Linked DNA regions of Ovis aries: region 2 is linked to region 1. Evidence: chromatin contacts called from public Hi-C data. All regions are on one chromosome and are shown on one strand. The core of a region is the stretch at or near the end of the contact, and the rest is flanking DNA. Distances in the headings are between cores, read along the strand shown.

Region 1 (7,894 bases), core at 2,428-4,927:
GATGTTCCAGAAAGAGCAGGAATTGCACTCAGCATAGAGCCCGTGCATAGCACTGAGGGCTCGTCCTATTTAATCCATCGTCTGGTTCCAGGCTGGCTTGGCTCTAGTTTGGAGGGATTTTCTGCTCCTGGCAGTGTTCCAGGAATGCCAGCTGATCTTTATAAGCCCATATTATTAACAGTCAGAGTCAGGGATGGGGAGAGCTGAGATAAGATCAAATCACAAGATGGGACTTCCCTGGAGGTCCGGCAGTTAAGACTCAGCTCCTAATGCAGGGGGCCCGAGTCTGATCCCTGGTCAGGGAACTAGATCACACCTACCACAACTAAGACCAGGTGCAGCCAAATAAATAAATATGTTTAGAAATTTAAAAAAGAATTAGATCACAAGAGGTGGCGGCTGTGGAACGGCTAGGAGCTATTCTCCCCAGGCTTCGACAGCAGGGAAAGTGAGTCATAAAGTGAACGTCAGCAGGTAAAATGCCCAAGCAGATGCCCAGAAAACAGTAGCCAGTAATGCTGACTCGTCAGACTGGGTATGTTCGTGGTTCTGGGGTTTTGTTGCTGAACCCTATTTCCCTGTTGATAAAATACGCATTTTTTCTTCCAATATCCCAAACCCTAAGACTCCACCTCCACGGCACTGCTTGTAGGCAGAACTCCAAGGTAATGTTCTGTAAAAAGCGTGGCAGATATTTCCCCAAAATAGCTGCAGTAATGTTTCCAGGTCCACATGTTCTTCCCTGTGGAAGCTTGATCTTTCCCATCGAGATGTGGAGTCTCTTTCCCTCCACTGGGCAGTATTTTGTGATTGCCTTGACGGAAGGAATGCGCGGGAAGTGACGTTGGATGACTCCCAAGGCTAGGTTGTAAAGGAGACACAGCTTCTGCGTGTGTTCTCACTCAGTCTTCCTCTCCACTGGGACTTGGCGGCTATGATGGGAGGAAGCCCAGGCAGCCACATGGAAGGACCACATGTAGATGCTCTAGCCACAGTCCCCAGGGGAGGTTCTAGGTGACAGGCAGCATCAACCACCAGGAAGGTGAGTGAGGAAGCATCAGATCATTTCAGCTTCCCTTGCCAGGGGCCTGCCTGGGTTTGATCCCTGGTAGTGAACTAGGTAGGCTCGATCCCATAAGCCATGCAGCTCAGGCAAAAAAAAAAAAAAAAAAAATTCACTCCTTTTTAAAAAATCAATCAATTTATTTGACTGCATCGTATCTTTGCTGCAACATATGGGATCTTTGATCTAAGTCGTGGCATGCAGGATCTTCTTATTGCGGCGTGTGAAACCTTATTTGTAGCATATGGGATTTGGTTCCCTGACCAGGGATTGAACTCGGGACCCCTGCTTTGGGAGCACAGAGTCTTAGCCACCGGACTACCAGGGAAGTCCCTCAGACATATCCTTTTAGCAAAACTTAGAAACTATTTCAACAAACACATTTCCTGTATTGCTTTTGCTGCCAGGAACAACCAAGTGAAGTTTAAAACATTAAACTTAGATCATACCTAGATCATACCTAGATCATAGATGCCTGGCGCATCTATGTGTATAAGTTTTAGTCCTGTTTTAATTTTGTTTAACATATGCTAGTTTTCCTTGGACACCGTAAGGCCTCAGATTGGCTTTCTGCTGTGAGTTGGATAACCCCTGCTCCCTTGAATAGAATACTGCTTCTCCTGCAGCCTTTTCTAGATTTGGCCTCTCATTCACACATCTCTCTCCTGAGGTTTAGGACATAGTCCCTCAGTTTATCCAGATTCTTTGGAGGGTAAGCAGCTGACATCAACTCAACTAATCTAAGCACAGAGTAAATAAATAAAACAATATTTAACAATAACAGCAACCACCAAAAACCCCATAATGGTTCCATGATTAAAATGGTGTTCAGGTAAGGCCAGATTCAGGCACCTAAGTGCTAGTGTCAAGACTATCTTTCACAAACTTTCATTTCTGCTTTCCCCTGTGTTGACATTCATCTCATAAAGCCTTTCTTGGCAACAGAGCCCTGTAAGCTCCAGGTTCACATCCCACTAGCTTGGCAACTCCAGGAGAAAGAGAACATCTTTCATGATAGTTGCAGCAAATGTCTCAGGGCTGGTTGTCACTAGGCTAGGTTAGGTCACATACCTTCCCTGAACTAATCACTGTGATCTGAGAAACAGAATAAACTGGCTAGGTCTAGTCCGTGGTGGCTAAGTGGTAAAGAATCCAATTGCCAATGCAGGAGACCTGGGTTCGATCCCTGGGTTGAGATGATCCCTTGGAGGAGGAAATGGCAACCCTCTTCAGTGTTCTTGCCTGGGAAATCCCATGGACAGAGGAGTCTGGTGGGCTACAGTCCATGGGGTTGCAAGAGTCTGACATGACTTAGTGACTAAACCAACCTATCACCAGTCCCTGGAGCTGGTGATGGGAGGGTTACGGCCAGTCCTGCTCAAATTAAATAGACCGAGGGACTTCCCTGGTGGTCCAATGGCTGAACCTCTGCACTCCCAATGCATGTGGGCTTGGGTTTGATCTCTGGTCAGGGAACTATATCCTACATGCTGCAACTAAGAGTTCGTATGTTGCAACTAGAGATCCCATGTGCTGCAACTAAGACCCGGTGCGGCCAAATAAATAAATAAGTAAAAGTATTTAATAAATAAATAAAGAAGAGAGAAGAAGTTCCCCAAAAGAAAACTGAACGGGATACTAGGGTGGGCAAAATCCACAGACTTCTGCTATAGTGTCCTTTTCTCTGCCCAAAGCTGTATCCAGAATATTGACCTGCGGTGGATTAACACCCACTTTAGCCAATTGTAACACTCCCTGTCTACCTTCTTACTTATTTCACTGGTAGAAAGCTACCACATCTCCGCTCTTCTGAAGAGTGGGTGTGATTGAGTTTTGAAAATTTGCCTGACATAAACTTAATCACTCACCAGAGAGAACCTGCAAAGAGAGTTCAAGAGGCAAGGAGGCGGGGTTGGGGACTGAGGGGTGCCAGACCAGAGGAGCGCGGACCAGGGGGTATGGGGGCGAGACGGAGGGATGAGCGGGTGGAAGGAAGGGGCAGGGAACTGAGAGGGGACGGTGCGGTACAGAAGGGGAGGGACTGTAGAACTGGGGTGGGTGGGGTTGGGAGTTGGGGGCGAAGAGGAAAAGCGGGGGGCTCGGTGGATGGGGAAGACGAGACAGAGTAGGTGGAGCTGGGCGACTCCGGAGGCAGGGCTTGGCCACTGGAGGGGGTGGGATTGGAAGTCGGAGGGGCCCATCTGGGGGTAGAAAGTGGAGGGGTGAGCCGGGGGTGGGAGTTAGACGGTGGGGGCTGGGGTGTGAGGGACAGAGCGAACTAGGTGGGTTCAGAAGAGTGTCGGTGTCGGAACTTGGCGGGATAGACTGGGCCAGAAGGCGAGGCCCGCCGACTGTGCACCGTGCGGGTGACACTGCCTAGAAGTCCGCGGCAAGGGGTGTGGCGGTGTGTGTGTGTGTATTCCTCGGTACCCGCCCCCTGCACACACACACGCCTGGCGTTCTAAGGCTCGGTCTCTGGTCCCGCCTCTTTCTTGGAAGTGACTGACCCATCAGCCAATCAGAGCCGCGGGCAGGGCGCGGGGCAGCCAACCGTGCAGCGGGAGGAGGGGCTGAGGAGGGGGCTCGCGGGGCAGGGGAGGGGGCTAGGGGCCTCGAAGGGCTCCGGAGCTGCGACTGGCGAGTCATGGCGCTGGGACTACAGCGCGCAAGGTACTGGGCTTCGCGGGCAGGAGTGATGAGAACTGGGGGCTCTTCTTCCAGCGACCCCTGAGCCGGGAGGGGAAGGAGCGGGTGCAAGCCTAGGGTGCCCTCGGACGGGCGGTTGCAGGCACATCCCCGCCGCACCCTCCACCCTAGGGGATAGCAGGGGTGGGGGCATTTCCCCCAAGTCCAGGCTGCCACGCCCCTCTAGCCAGGAGCGACTTCGGGGTCTTGATCCCCGGTTTCCTGCTGCTCCGGGTTCGCTTCCCTTTCTGATTAGGGGTGAAACTCGGGGTCCCCACGGAATTGGGGCGGTTGCATTTGAGCAGTTCCCAGGCTTCTGCGGGAGGCATTTTCCCTCTTCAGAGTAAGTAACTTTTCTGGCCTCCGAGCCCCCAGAATTGAGGCTGTTCTTTGACGCAAGACCCCTGGGGTCCTAGGAGATACAGGACGGCCCCGAATTGAGCCTTCCCAGATAAACGGAATCCCTTGGAATTGGGAGTCGGCTATTGATTCAAGAGGGAACCTCCGTAACTGGACCCTCCCTGATACTGTTTCCCAAACCTTGGGTTGCCTAGGAATAGGCAGATTCAGGAGCCACCTGGGGGACCCTTCCCAAGGGCTTTCCTTGTATTCTTGTGAAAGGTAGGGTCATCCCTTTAATAATAGGAAAACAGCCTGACCCACTTCCCAAAGTCTAGCCTCTTATCTGACTCCTCCAACCCCACCCAGTCCCTTTGACAGTGGGAAGCGGCACCCAAGCCTTATTTGGGAAGACCCCAGAGAGGGTGCTATGCCTGCTTCAGTGCGAGCTGTGATGGGTGCGCCCCCTGCTGCAGCAGCCAGCTAGGTCATCCTGGGCAGGGAGTGGGTTTCTGTGTTCCCTTCCCAACAGGTGCAGACCTGCTGGGCAGCACAGGGAACTGGTGTTCTGGGTCCACAGCCAGGGGGTCCTGTCTGGCCATGTTTGCATGGAACCCCGGAAAGTATCTCAAGCCCTTGATTTCTCCCGTCCAATCTGAGGCGTCCAGGAAGCCTCACCCCCTTCCCTCCTCCCTGGCTTCACAGGTCTGATTGGATCTGTCTACACCCCCATGTTTTCACATCCCTCCCCCCCTCACCTATACTCCCCCACCAATTCTATTCTAGTCTCTGGCTCTGGGCCTGCCAGGGAAACTCTATCCCACCCTTTCTGGGCCAGCCCTGGCCCAGCCCCTCCTGGCTGGGTGGGGGCCCCTCTTGGCTGAGCTGGGGGCGCTCACCCCCTCCCCATCTAAGGACAGCCCTTTCCTTTGGTGTCATCTGAGCCTGCGCACCACCCACTCATAACTTGCACCCGGATCCCAGCCACGCTCCATCCCCTCCTGCACCCTTAGGATGGCATTTGGGCCAAAGAGGGTCTGGGTGATGGTGAGTGGGCCCCCATACTTCCTTCCCCCTCTTCCAGCTCTGGCTAACTGCCATCCCACCCCAGGCAAAGGTGATTCTCGGGAAGCCCCGATGGGCACTTGGCCCTGGGTGTCTCCTAGGTCAGAGGGTTCCCAGAGAACAGAGAACTTGGGGTACAGGCACCCCACTGGATTACCAGGTCCTTGGGAATGCGCAGAGTCAGGAGTAGAGAGACTCTCCCAACCCCCTGCCCCAAGTCCCTTCTCCAACCCAAACCCTGCCTCTGGCCTTTTCAGGCCACCTCAGGGCATTGCCAAGAGGATCCTTGCATGGGTTCAGCCTAAGGCCCCCCAGATCCTCTATACTTTTTGCAAGACCCCCAATACCCAGTTGATTGTCAGGAGAGGCCCAGGAGCAGCCCCGAATGTGGGGCCAGTGTCCCCACTTTCTCCGTTCCTTTGCTCTCAGGGGCAATTTCTTCAGGACAGGGAAGAAGTGGGCTTCTCCGTCTCCTGGTAGGGGGGGCACCAGGCCCTAGTCCCCATCCCAGGCCTTACCCTGGGGCCTCCCAGTCTGGCTCCACCCCCTGTTCTCTGCTGGAACACAGAGGAAGGGTGGCAGGGCTCCAGCTGCACGTCTCAACCTGGGCAGAGTGCCAAGGGGCTGGACCAGGGCTGGGCATGGGGCCAGCTGGGGAAATCCGGAGGCAGCAGGGGTGGGAGCAGGGGAAAGGACAGGGGTCCACTGGGTGGTGGAGGGGCTGGAGAGGGGTCCTTTGGGTGGCATGCTCACCAAGGCATGGCACTTAAAAGCCCAGGCCCCAAAATCAGGGTTCAAATCGTATCTCACCAGCTTCCCGGCTGTGTGGCTTTATGCCAGCAGGCTGCTCTCTGAGCCTCAGTTTCATAGCCTGGAAAATGAAGGTTCTACTTCCCATCTTCTGCACCAGATCTAGATGATGAGTGGTAATGGGACAGACCTTTGAGGCAGAATACTCCATAGGTGGGCAATAAACTGTTCAAGTCAGACAGGATTCTGGGCAAAAGCAAATGCGTGATTGGATTCACAGAAGCGTTGAGCATAGCTGCTGCGCATTGGTGGAGGGTCCTGGGATTACCAGCTTGGTTACTTGGGCTGATAATGCAATTGCTTGGAGACTCAGTTTCTGACTCTGTAAAAGGGAGATCACTTTTCCAGGTGCTTAGGGTTGTTGAAGGAGAAGGCAATGGCACCCCACTCCAGTACTCTTGCCTGGAAACTCCCATGGACGGAGGAACCTGGTGGGCTGCAGTCCATGGGGTCACTAAGAGTCAGACATGACTGAGCGACTTAACTTTCACTTTTCACTTTCATGCATTGGAGAGGGAAATGGCGGCCCACTCCAGTGTTCTTGCCTGGAGAATCCCAGGGATGGAGGAGCCTGGTGGGCTGCCGTCTATGGGGTCGCACAGAGTCGGACATGACTGAAGCAACTTAGCAGCAGCAGCAGCAGCAGGGTTGTTGAAGGGAGTTAATGGGATCTCTAAGCTCATAAGTTTTCAATACACCAGCGCTATCATTATTATTAGTATCACTATGATTTAGTCTTTTTCTCAAAGTATTGTGTAAAAGTCACGTGTGATTGCACACGCACAACACAACACACCATGGGGTTACCACCGAAGCCCAAAGGTTTCTCCAGAGCCTACGAGCCTCCTAAGCCTTCCATCCCTGATGTGGACAAAGAGGGAATAATAAAAGTTGCCTGCAATGCCGGAGACCCAGGTTCGATGCCTGAGTTGGGAAGATCCCCTGGGGAAGGGGATAGGCCACCCACCCCAGTATTCTTGGGCTTCCCTGGTGGCTCAGACAGTAAAGAATCAGCCTGCAATGCAGGAGACCTGGGTTCGATCCCTGGGTTGGGAAGATCCCCTGGAGAAGGGCGTGGCAACTCACTCCAGTATTCTTGCCTGGAGAATTCTGCTGCAGTACATGGGGTCGCAAAGAGTTGAACCTTTATATAGCATTGACCAATTGCCAGCCTCAATTCTAAGCCCTTGACATACAGTAACTCATTTAGTCTTCACAACAGCCCCATGAGTATTTGTGCTGTTCTTGGGCGCAGAGAGGCCGTGCCACTTGTCCAAAGTCACACAGCTAATAGATCATGGAGTCAAGACTGGAATGCTGAACCAGAGGAATTAGCCCCAAGTCTGTTTAAAGAGAAAGGCCAGGGACTTCCGTGGTGGTTCAGTGGTTAAGGCTTCGCCTTCCAATGCAGCCGGTAGGGGTTCCATCCCTGGTCAGGGAGCTATGACCCCACATGCCTCTGCTGCTGCTGCTAAGTCGCTTCAGTTGTGTCCGACTCTGTGCGACCCCAGAGACGGCAGCCCACCAAGGCTCCCCCGTCCCTGGGATTCTCCAGGCAAGAACACTGGAGTGGGTTGCCATTTTCTTCTCAGGGCCAAAGAAAAACCCCAAAACAAGAAAACAGAAGCAACATTGTAACAAATTCAATAAAAACTTTAATAATAATAATAAAATTAAAATATGTAAATAAATACGGGGAAAGGCCAGAGACCAGGAGAGGCCCACCCACATTTGCTGTCAGAATATCCGGAGAGCAGGCTGGAAGCCAGAGGGAGGGTCCCGCCGCAGCCACCAGCTAGCTCCTTCTATGAAGGGAGAAGGAGTCGGCCACAGAGAGGAGTGTAGAGCCCAGCTGCCCGGGAGGTGGGGGGGCCAACCCCACCCTTACCCCCCGTCCCTGTTCCCATTCCCTGTTCCCTCCGTCTGGGCCCC
Region 2 (7,894 bases), core at 1,517-4,016, 63 kb after region 1:
TTCAGGGAACTACATTCTACATGCCATAACTAAAGATCCCAAGTGTTGTAACTGAAACCCAGCACAGCCAAATAAGTAAATATTTAAAAAAAAAAAAAAAAAAAAAAAACAGCAGCCACCGGGACGTAGGAACCCTCCTTTGGTGGTGGGACTGGAAAACGACATAGCCACCATGCTAGACCATTTAATGAAGGTTAAGCAGAACTGCCATTCCTAGGCACAGTCCCGACACACAGCAATTCTACCTATAGGTGTATACCTAAGGGAAGCGAAAACAGGTGGTTCAAACAAAAACCCCAGTACACGAATGATCATAGCAGCATTATTCACTGTAGCCAAAAGACACAAACAACCCAAAGGCCTGTCAAACAAATGAATAAAAAAAATGTGGTCTATTCATAGAATAGAATATTAACTCAGGCTTACAAAGGAACGAAGTTTGGGACTTACCTGGTGATCCAGTGGTTAAGAATCCACCTTCCAGTGCAGGGTACTTGGGTTCTTTTCTTGGTCAGGAAATAGATCCCACATGCCACAGGGCAACTAAGCCTGTGCCAGCTAGGAAGCCTGTGCGCCACAAGGAAAGAACCACATACCAGAACTAAGACCTGATGCAGCCAAATAAATAAAAAAGGGCGGAGGGGCGGGGATGAAGTTCTGATCCATGCTACAACAGAACCCTTGAAAACGTGATGCTAATGGAAGAAGCTGAACACAAAAGGCCACATATTGTACAATCCCATTGGTCAGAAATGTCCAGAAGAGGCAAATCCATAGAGACAGACAGAATACAGTCTAGTGGTTGCCGGGAGCTGGAGGGAAGGGAGAAGAGGAAGTGACTGCTTAACGGGTGCGAGGGTTTTTTAAGAGTGATGGAAATGTTATGGAACTAGAAAGACATGAGTTACACAATGTTGTGGATGTCATAAATGCACTTGAGTCATGCATTTTACAGTGCGGTAAGTTAATTGGTAAATTGCATGTTATGTGTTTTTTGCCACAACAACAACAAAAAACACATGAGACCAATATTTAGAAAAACAAAAATGCATTCCCTTTAAAAACAGGGAAGCAGGGTGCAGACATAGGGAGAAAGAAATCAGCCAGGGAAGGGATGCTGGAGGACCACCGCCCAGCCTGGCCTGCAGAGACCCTGGGCTGGAGAGCGGTCTGCCCAGACCTGTGGGGGTTTCTCCCACCAGCACTGCGGAAGGCCTTCAAGGGAAACACTAGGATCCTTGCAAACTTGCTTCCTCGTCTATAAAGTGAAGACCTTGTCAGGCAACTCATAAGGAATTGCTACGTGGCTGGCTCTAAGTACTTTACATGTATTAACATTTAATTCTTATGCCAACACTGTGAATAGACACACTTTAAAAAAATGTATTGAAGAATATGTAATTGATTTACAGTGTGTTAATTTCTGCTGTGCGGCAAAATGATTCAGACATATATATGCACATTCCTTTTCATATTCTTTTTCATTATGATTTATCACAAGAATGGAATCTCGTTCCCTGCGCTATACAGTAGGACCTTGTTATCCGTTCTATACATAATAGTTTTTGCATCAGCTAACCCCAAACTCCCAATCCTCCTGTTCCCCCCTCTTCTTCCTCCTTGGCAACCACACAGCTGTGCTTTAGGCCTGTGAGTCTGTTTCTGTTACATAGAGAAGTCCATTTGTGTGGACAGATGCCCATTTTACAGAGAAGCAAATTGAAGGGCAGAGAGATTAAGTTCTGTGTCCCGGCTCACATAGCCGTCAAGCAGCAGAGTTGGAATTTGAACACAGAGCTGGCTCAGGTCTGTGCCTTTAACCATTTTGCAGTAATACTGAGCATGTCAGGCCGTTTGCAGACAGGAACGCACTGGCTCCTCACAACAAGAATCACCATTTTACAGATGAGGAAACCGAGGCACAGAGTCAAGCAAGCAGTCTGCCTGAGGACACAGCGAGGAAGGGGCCGAGCTCTTTGAACGGGTGGTAATAAGACCTTCCACGCTAATGCTAAAAGTGGAACGTGTGGGGGAAAGCTTTTGACCCTTTGCCACAAACAAAATAGACAAACTGAATTTTCATGACTATCGGACACAGAATACATAAAGATTTAAGTTAAATAAGAATTCATCCCACCTGGATAATCTTTTTTTTCTCCATTTAGGACAGATGGTTCGCAATCTTACCATGGATAATAAAGGCTCCTAAATCCCTCAGGGCTTTGCAGTTCTCAAAGCATTTTTGTTAACCATCTGTCCTTTCAAGATTTCTCATTAGATAACTTTGGGGACTGGGAAAAGACCCTGTTGCTGAGAAAGACTGAAGGCAGAAGAAGAGGGCGACAGAGGATGAGATGGCTGGATGGCATCACGGACTCGATGGACGTGAGTTTGAGTGAACTCCAGGAGTTGGTGATGGACAGGGAGGCCTGGCGTGCTGCAGTTTGAGAAGAGTCGAACACGACTGGGCGACTGAACGCCTTCTGGGACTGTCAGCTCTTTCAGGTCTGGGGGCGCCGTAAAGGTCATGTGTATGTGGTGTGTCTGACTCCTTGGGATCCGTGGACTGTAGTCTGCCAGGATCCGCTATTCATGGGATTTCCCAGGCAACAATGCTGGAGTGGGTTGCCATTTCCTTCTCCAGGGGATCGTCCCTACCCAGTGATCAAAGCTGGGCCTTCTGCACTGGTAGGCAGATTCTTTACCGTTTGAGCCACCAGGGCCGTCGTGTTCTATATTTGTAACAACACTGTTCCAGCAGATGGCAGTACAGCACCAGGGTAAAGTGAGTCCCTTTCTATTCATTCGTTTGATTTGGCTGCACTGACTCTCTGTGGCTTTCCCCAGTTGTGGAGCTTAGGCCTCTCACTGCGGTGGCTGCTCTTGTTGCAGAGCATGGGCTTCAGGGCGGGCTTTCGTAGCTGTGTCCCGTGGGCTCAGTTGCCCTGAGGCATATGGAACCTTCCGGGACCACGGCTCGACCCCATGTTCCCTGCATTCACAGGAGGGTTCTTAACCACTGGACCACCAGGGAAGTCCAAGGGAGTATCTTTTCTCTATTTCACTTTTTTTTTTTTTCAAATAATCGTTTGTATAAGATGCACGTATTTCTAATTTGCATCATTTGATTTCAACTACCAATTTTAACTGAGCCAGAATCAAAGAATTTGACGTTTACCCTTCTTTATGTCCCCTCCTATCTGGACCTCAGTCTTCCTGTCATTAACACAGGGATTTTTTAAAAATTCATTATTTATTTACTCAGCTGCACCAAGTCTTAGTTGTAGCATTTAGGCTGCAGCGTGAGAACTCCTATGTGGCTTGTGGGATCTAGTTCCCTGACTAGGGACAAATCCCAGCCCCCTGCATAGGGAGTGAGGAGTCTTAGCCAACAGACCACTAGGAAGTCCCAAAAGGGATGTTTACAGGAGTTTTCTTAGCCTCTTTGCCAGATCTGCCGCATGACTCATTTGGGGCAGTTTCTCTCTCTTTGGATTTGGTTTAAAGGCCTTGGCTGCTGAACCCTCAAAATGGTATCGTGGACACTCCTCTCCCCACTCTCCCTAGTGGCCCAGACCACCCCTCCTCCCCCAGCCCTTTCTACTTCCCTCCTCTTTCCTGGGCTCCAAAGCCCTGTGTCTAACTTGAAGACAGTTATCAGCATTGAAAGGAGAGGCAGACTGCTGGCAAGGCATAAAGACAAAGCAGGATTTCTATGAGAAAGATAAGACAGAAAGCTTCCGGCCATCTGCGAACAAGTTTTGTTTTTACACTTGAGGTGGGAGGGCAAAAACGATTATCCAGAAAACTTGCAACAGAAAAGAGCAAGCTTGGGACTTTCCTGGTGGTCCAGTGGTTGAGAATCTGCCTTCCAATGCAGGGGACTCAGGTTTAATCCCTGGTGGGGGAACTAACATCCCACACGCCACAGAGCAGCTAAGCCTGCACACCGCCACGCTGCACAACGAAGGCGCAGCACAGCCAAAAATAAGAATAATAAATAACCCATCTGTGTGTGTGCGTGCTCAGTCGCTCAGTTGTATCCAGCTCTTTGTGACCCCATGGACTGTAGCCCACCAGGCTCCTGTCTGTCCATGGGATTTCCCATACAAGAACACTGGAGCGGGTTGCTGTTTCCATCTTGGCAGGCAGATTCTTTCCCACTGCGCCATTAGGGAAGCCTATAACTCATCTCTAGGTTACTTACTTTAAAAAAAAAAAGAGAGAGCAAACTTGCTGGAGCCACTAAAGAAAGCCATTTCAGATACTCGGATTCTCCAGAAAACCTTGAGAGTTTGGTGGTGGAGTGTTTGTGGGAGGCTGTGTCTGTGACTGCACGGCAGCTTCCCTTTGGCAGTGAGTACCCCGTGCTTAGCCCAGGGGCTCCACTCCTGGGTCAGGGTTTCCTCAAGATCTTGTTCTCTCTGTCTATAGGTCTCGATCTAAGCACGTGCATCCATGTCCACACTGACAGCTGTATCCTTATCTAGAGCTACAGCCGTGTCTACAGCTGTGTCCTTGTCTGTGTATCTACAGAGGCATCCAGGTCCAATCTAGATCCACCTGAGTTTCCTAAGGCTGTGTAACAAATCCCCACAAATTGGGTGGCTTAAAGCAACTGAAGTGTACTCTCTCACGATTCTGGAGGCTGGAAGTTCGAAATCAAGATGTCAGCAGGGCTCTAGGGGAGATTTCTTCCTCTTCTCTTTCAGTTTTGCTCTCTTGGCATTTCCTGTCTCCAATCAATGCCTCCATCTTTACAAGGGCTTCTGTCTCCCACGATACTTGTCATTGGATTTAGGGCCCACTTGGCTAATTCAGGATGATCTCATCTTTCCTTAAAAATATGAATGTGTATTTATTTTTATTGAAGTATAGTTGATTTCAGATGATAAACGATCTGCCTGGAATGCGTGAGGCCCAAGTTCAATCCCTGGGTCAGGACAATCTCCCGGAGACGAAAATGACAATCCATTCCAGTATTCTTTCCTGGAGAATCCCACGGACAGAGGAGCCTGGTGGGCTCAGAGCCTGCCTCAGAGCCTGGCTGGTCCATGCAGTCGCAAAGAATTGCACGTGACTGAGCGCCTAAGCAGACACATCTAGCTGATTCACAGCACTGTAGTAAGTTCAGGTGTATAGCAAAGGTAGCAAGACTGGCCCAGCATCACTGATCTGAAATATCTGTAAGAAGTCAAATAAGTGTTTGGAGATTCAAGCAACAAACTATCTGCTCTCATTTAGCCTGACTTCCCAGAGTTCTTGCTGAATTTCAGCCCACAGGCCAGCAATCACACAGCAACTTGTAAATCCCCTTCCACACTCAGGCAGGTCTTTATGTGAACTCTGAAAAGACTGCCCTCTGAAGAGGCACTTGCAGAGCTTTGTGTGTGTGTGTGTGTGTGTGTGTGTGTGTGTGTGGGGGGGGGGGGGGGGGGCAGAGATTCCACAGTATTGCCCTTTTTTCTGTTGGAACACACTCAGTAACATCAGTCTGCCAAGCCTGAAGAAATTCAGGTCTGTTTTTTCCTCTGGCTTCGGACAGCAAATACTTCCTCACGCTCCCTACACAAAACTTAAAATGAATGCCTCAGAGATCGTAAAATGAAATAATTTGATTAGAAAGTGTCAGCGGAATGAAAGATCACGGACTTCTAGGCGAATGGAACCAACAGAGGACACGTTTTAAACAAATCCACCTTTTCAGTCCATCATTTTGCTCCATGATACCCTTTGGTCAATCAGCTGTCAATGAAGAAAAATAAAAAATGTTGAAGAAGTGACCCCGGCTCCCTGGAGGTTCTGGCCCAAATTCTTATTAGAATGACCTTACAGCTGTGACCTGCAGTCAGAACTCTTCTCGCTACAGTTTCCTATTCAAGCCAGTGTTTCCCCCCCAGTTTATTACCGGCCCTTGGCGGGTGCTCACTCAGGTCAGGAAGGTTGCTCTGAAGCGGGACCCACTGAGTCTGAGCGCGTCTCTGCCATCCGCCGCCAGAGGGCGCACTGCAGAGACTCGTCTCCCAAACGGCCAGTGTCAATTCTTCCCCTCCCCATGTGTGCCTGGTACTTCCCCCATCAAGAAGGGAAGTTCAGGGGTTTACGTGGTGGTCCAGTGGCTAAGACTCCATGCTCCACAAGCAGGGGACCCAGTGTTCGATCCCTGATCAGGGAGCTAGACACCACATGCTGCAACTAAGAGTTCCCATGCGGCAGAATAATGTTGCTACAGCTAAGACCCAGGGCAGTCAAATAATTTTTTTTTTATTAAAGAGGTGGAGTCTGTTTCCTCTCTGCTTGACTCTGGCCTGGCTTATGACTTGGTTTGACTAAGAAGTCAAATCCCAGTCAATCATGTCCTTCCCCAAACCCTTCCTATAGTAAGGTCAAAGCCAAAGTCCTTTATGGAGCTCTAGACCTGCTCTGTTCAATAGGGTAACCAATGGCCACGGGGACGGGGGAGACTGAAATTAAGATGTAATTAAAATTCAGTAAAATTGAACATTCATTTCAGCCACATGACAGCGGCTCAAAGCTACACGTGACCTGTTGCTACCATACCAGGCAGGTACAGGACGATTTCATCACCACAGAAAGTTCTCTCGAACAGCACTGATGCCAGTATTCCTGCTTGCAGGGGTCCCTAGGGTCGGCTGTGGGTCTTGGCCTGCAGATAGGCTGGGAGGGTGCCCCAGGCTCAGACTTCAAGGAGGAACTGTCCCCCCTCCCCAGGCCGAATCAAACCGACGGGGGCTGACTCCCAAGGATGTGATCTGGTCCTAGACGTGCCTGAGGAAGAAACCAGGGCTCCAGGAATAGAAAAATGATCCCCTACCTTTCCCTCCATCGGGTTCCCTAAAGCCTGAGGCTCACAAGGCCCTGCCTTCCTGATTGCAAGACCCGCCCTTCACACAGGAGGCCCCGCCCCTCCTGCATGTAGACCTGCAGTGTGCGTGCGTTAGTTGCTCAGAAGTGTCCGACTCTGCAGCCACATGGACTGCAGATTGTCAGGCTCCTCTGTTCATGGAATTGTCCAGGGAAGAATACTGGAGCGGGTTGCCATCTCCTCCTCCAGGGGATCTTCCCTACCCAGGGATCGAATCTGGATCTCCTGCATTGCAGGGAGATTCGTTATCTTCTCCAGGGAAGCCCAGGCCTTCGGAGACAACTCAGCCAAGTTGACGTGACCCATGTGTCCACCAGGTGGCGCTCCAAACCCGCTGGTTAAAATCGCTCCCCGGTGGCTACAGGTGCGCCCACGGTGCCCACCAGGAGGCGCTCTGGGACTGACGGTTAAATTCAGGTGGTTAAATGGAAAGGAGTATTTTAAAAGAATGTGTATATGTGTACAACGGAGTCACTTCGTTGTACAGCAGAGATTGGCATGACATTGTAAATCAAGTAGTGTTCAAAGAAAAGATCATGCGACTGACGGAGTTTCCTGAGTGCTTACGATGTGCAGGGCACTGGTCCATCGTCTTAAGCTCCAAAGCTCTGTCTGTGTTTTGAACGTCTGTGGAAGGTGGAGTTTACTGTAGGCCAGCAGTTCTCTAACACTTTGGCCACCTGATGCAAAGAACTGACTCATTGGAAAAGACCCTGATGCTGGGAAAGATTCAAGGCAGGAGGAGAAGGGGACGACAGAGGATGAGATGGTTGGATGGCGTCACCGACTTGATGGACATGAGTTTGAGTAAGCTTCAGGATGGACAGGGAAGCCTGGCATGCTGCAGTCCATGGGGTCGCAAAGAGTCTGACGCAACTGAACTGAGTGGTTTTCCAAGTAAGGTCCTGAGACCACCTGGATCAACTTAGGAATGCATATTGTCAGGCCCACCCGGAACCTAGAAAATCACAAACTCTGAGGGAGAGGCCTAGCAATCTGTATTTTAAA

What was found. A called contact is a pair of places that touch in the nucleus more often than the background predicts.
Region 2: a Hi-C map of liver shows a contact between it and region 1, with 4 times the contacts expected there. The contact joins the enhancer-like site here to the promoter of HIF3A in region 1. A contact is called at or near these places in 3 of 16 Hi-C or Micro-C datasets (hypothalamus, liver and mixed tissues).

What each region holds. Positions count from the first base shown.
Region 1 is chr14:53,338,301-53,346,194 of ARS-UI_Ramb_v3.0, forward strand. HIF3A (hypoxia inducible factor 3 subunit alpha) reads left to right here and starts at 3,678. Exons shown (of 15, transcript XM_012190565.3): 1 at 3,678-3,733. The coding sequence starts at 3,708.
Region 2 is chr14:53,401,880-53,409,773 of ARS-UI_Ramb_v3.0, forward strand. LOC114118010 (a long non-coding RNA gene) reads right to left here. Exons shown (of 4, transcript XR_009596224.1): 3 at 1-567. Among named protein-coding and RNA genes, the nearest start is that of PNMA8A, 21 kb to the right of the region's middle. Within about 2 kb of position 2,767, at least 3 of the 54 cell types and tissues checked have an H3K27ac peak or open chromatin away from gene starts, as enhancers often do. A contact at or near this core is called in liver, where this site is marked.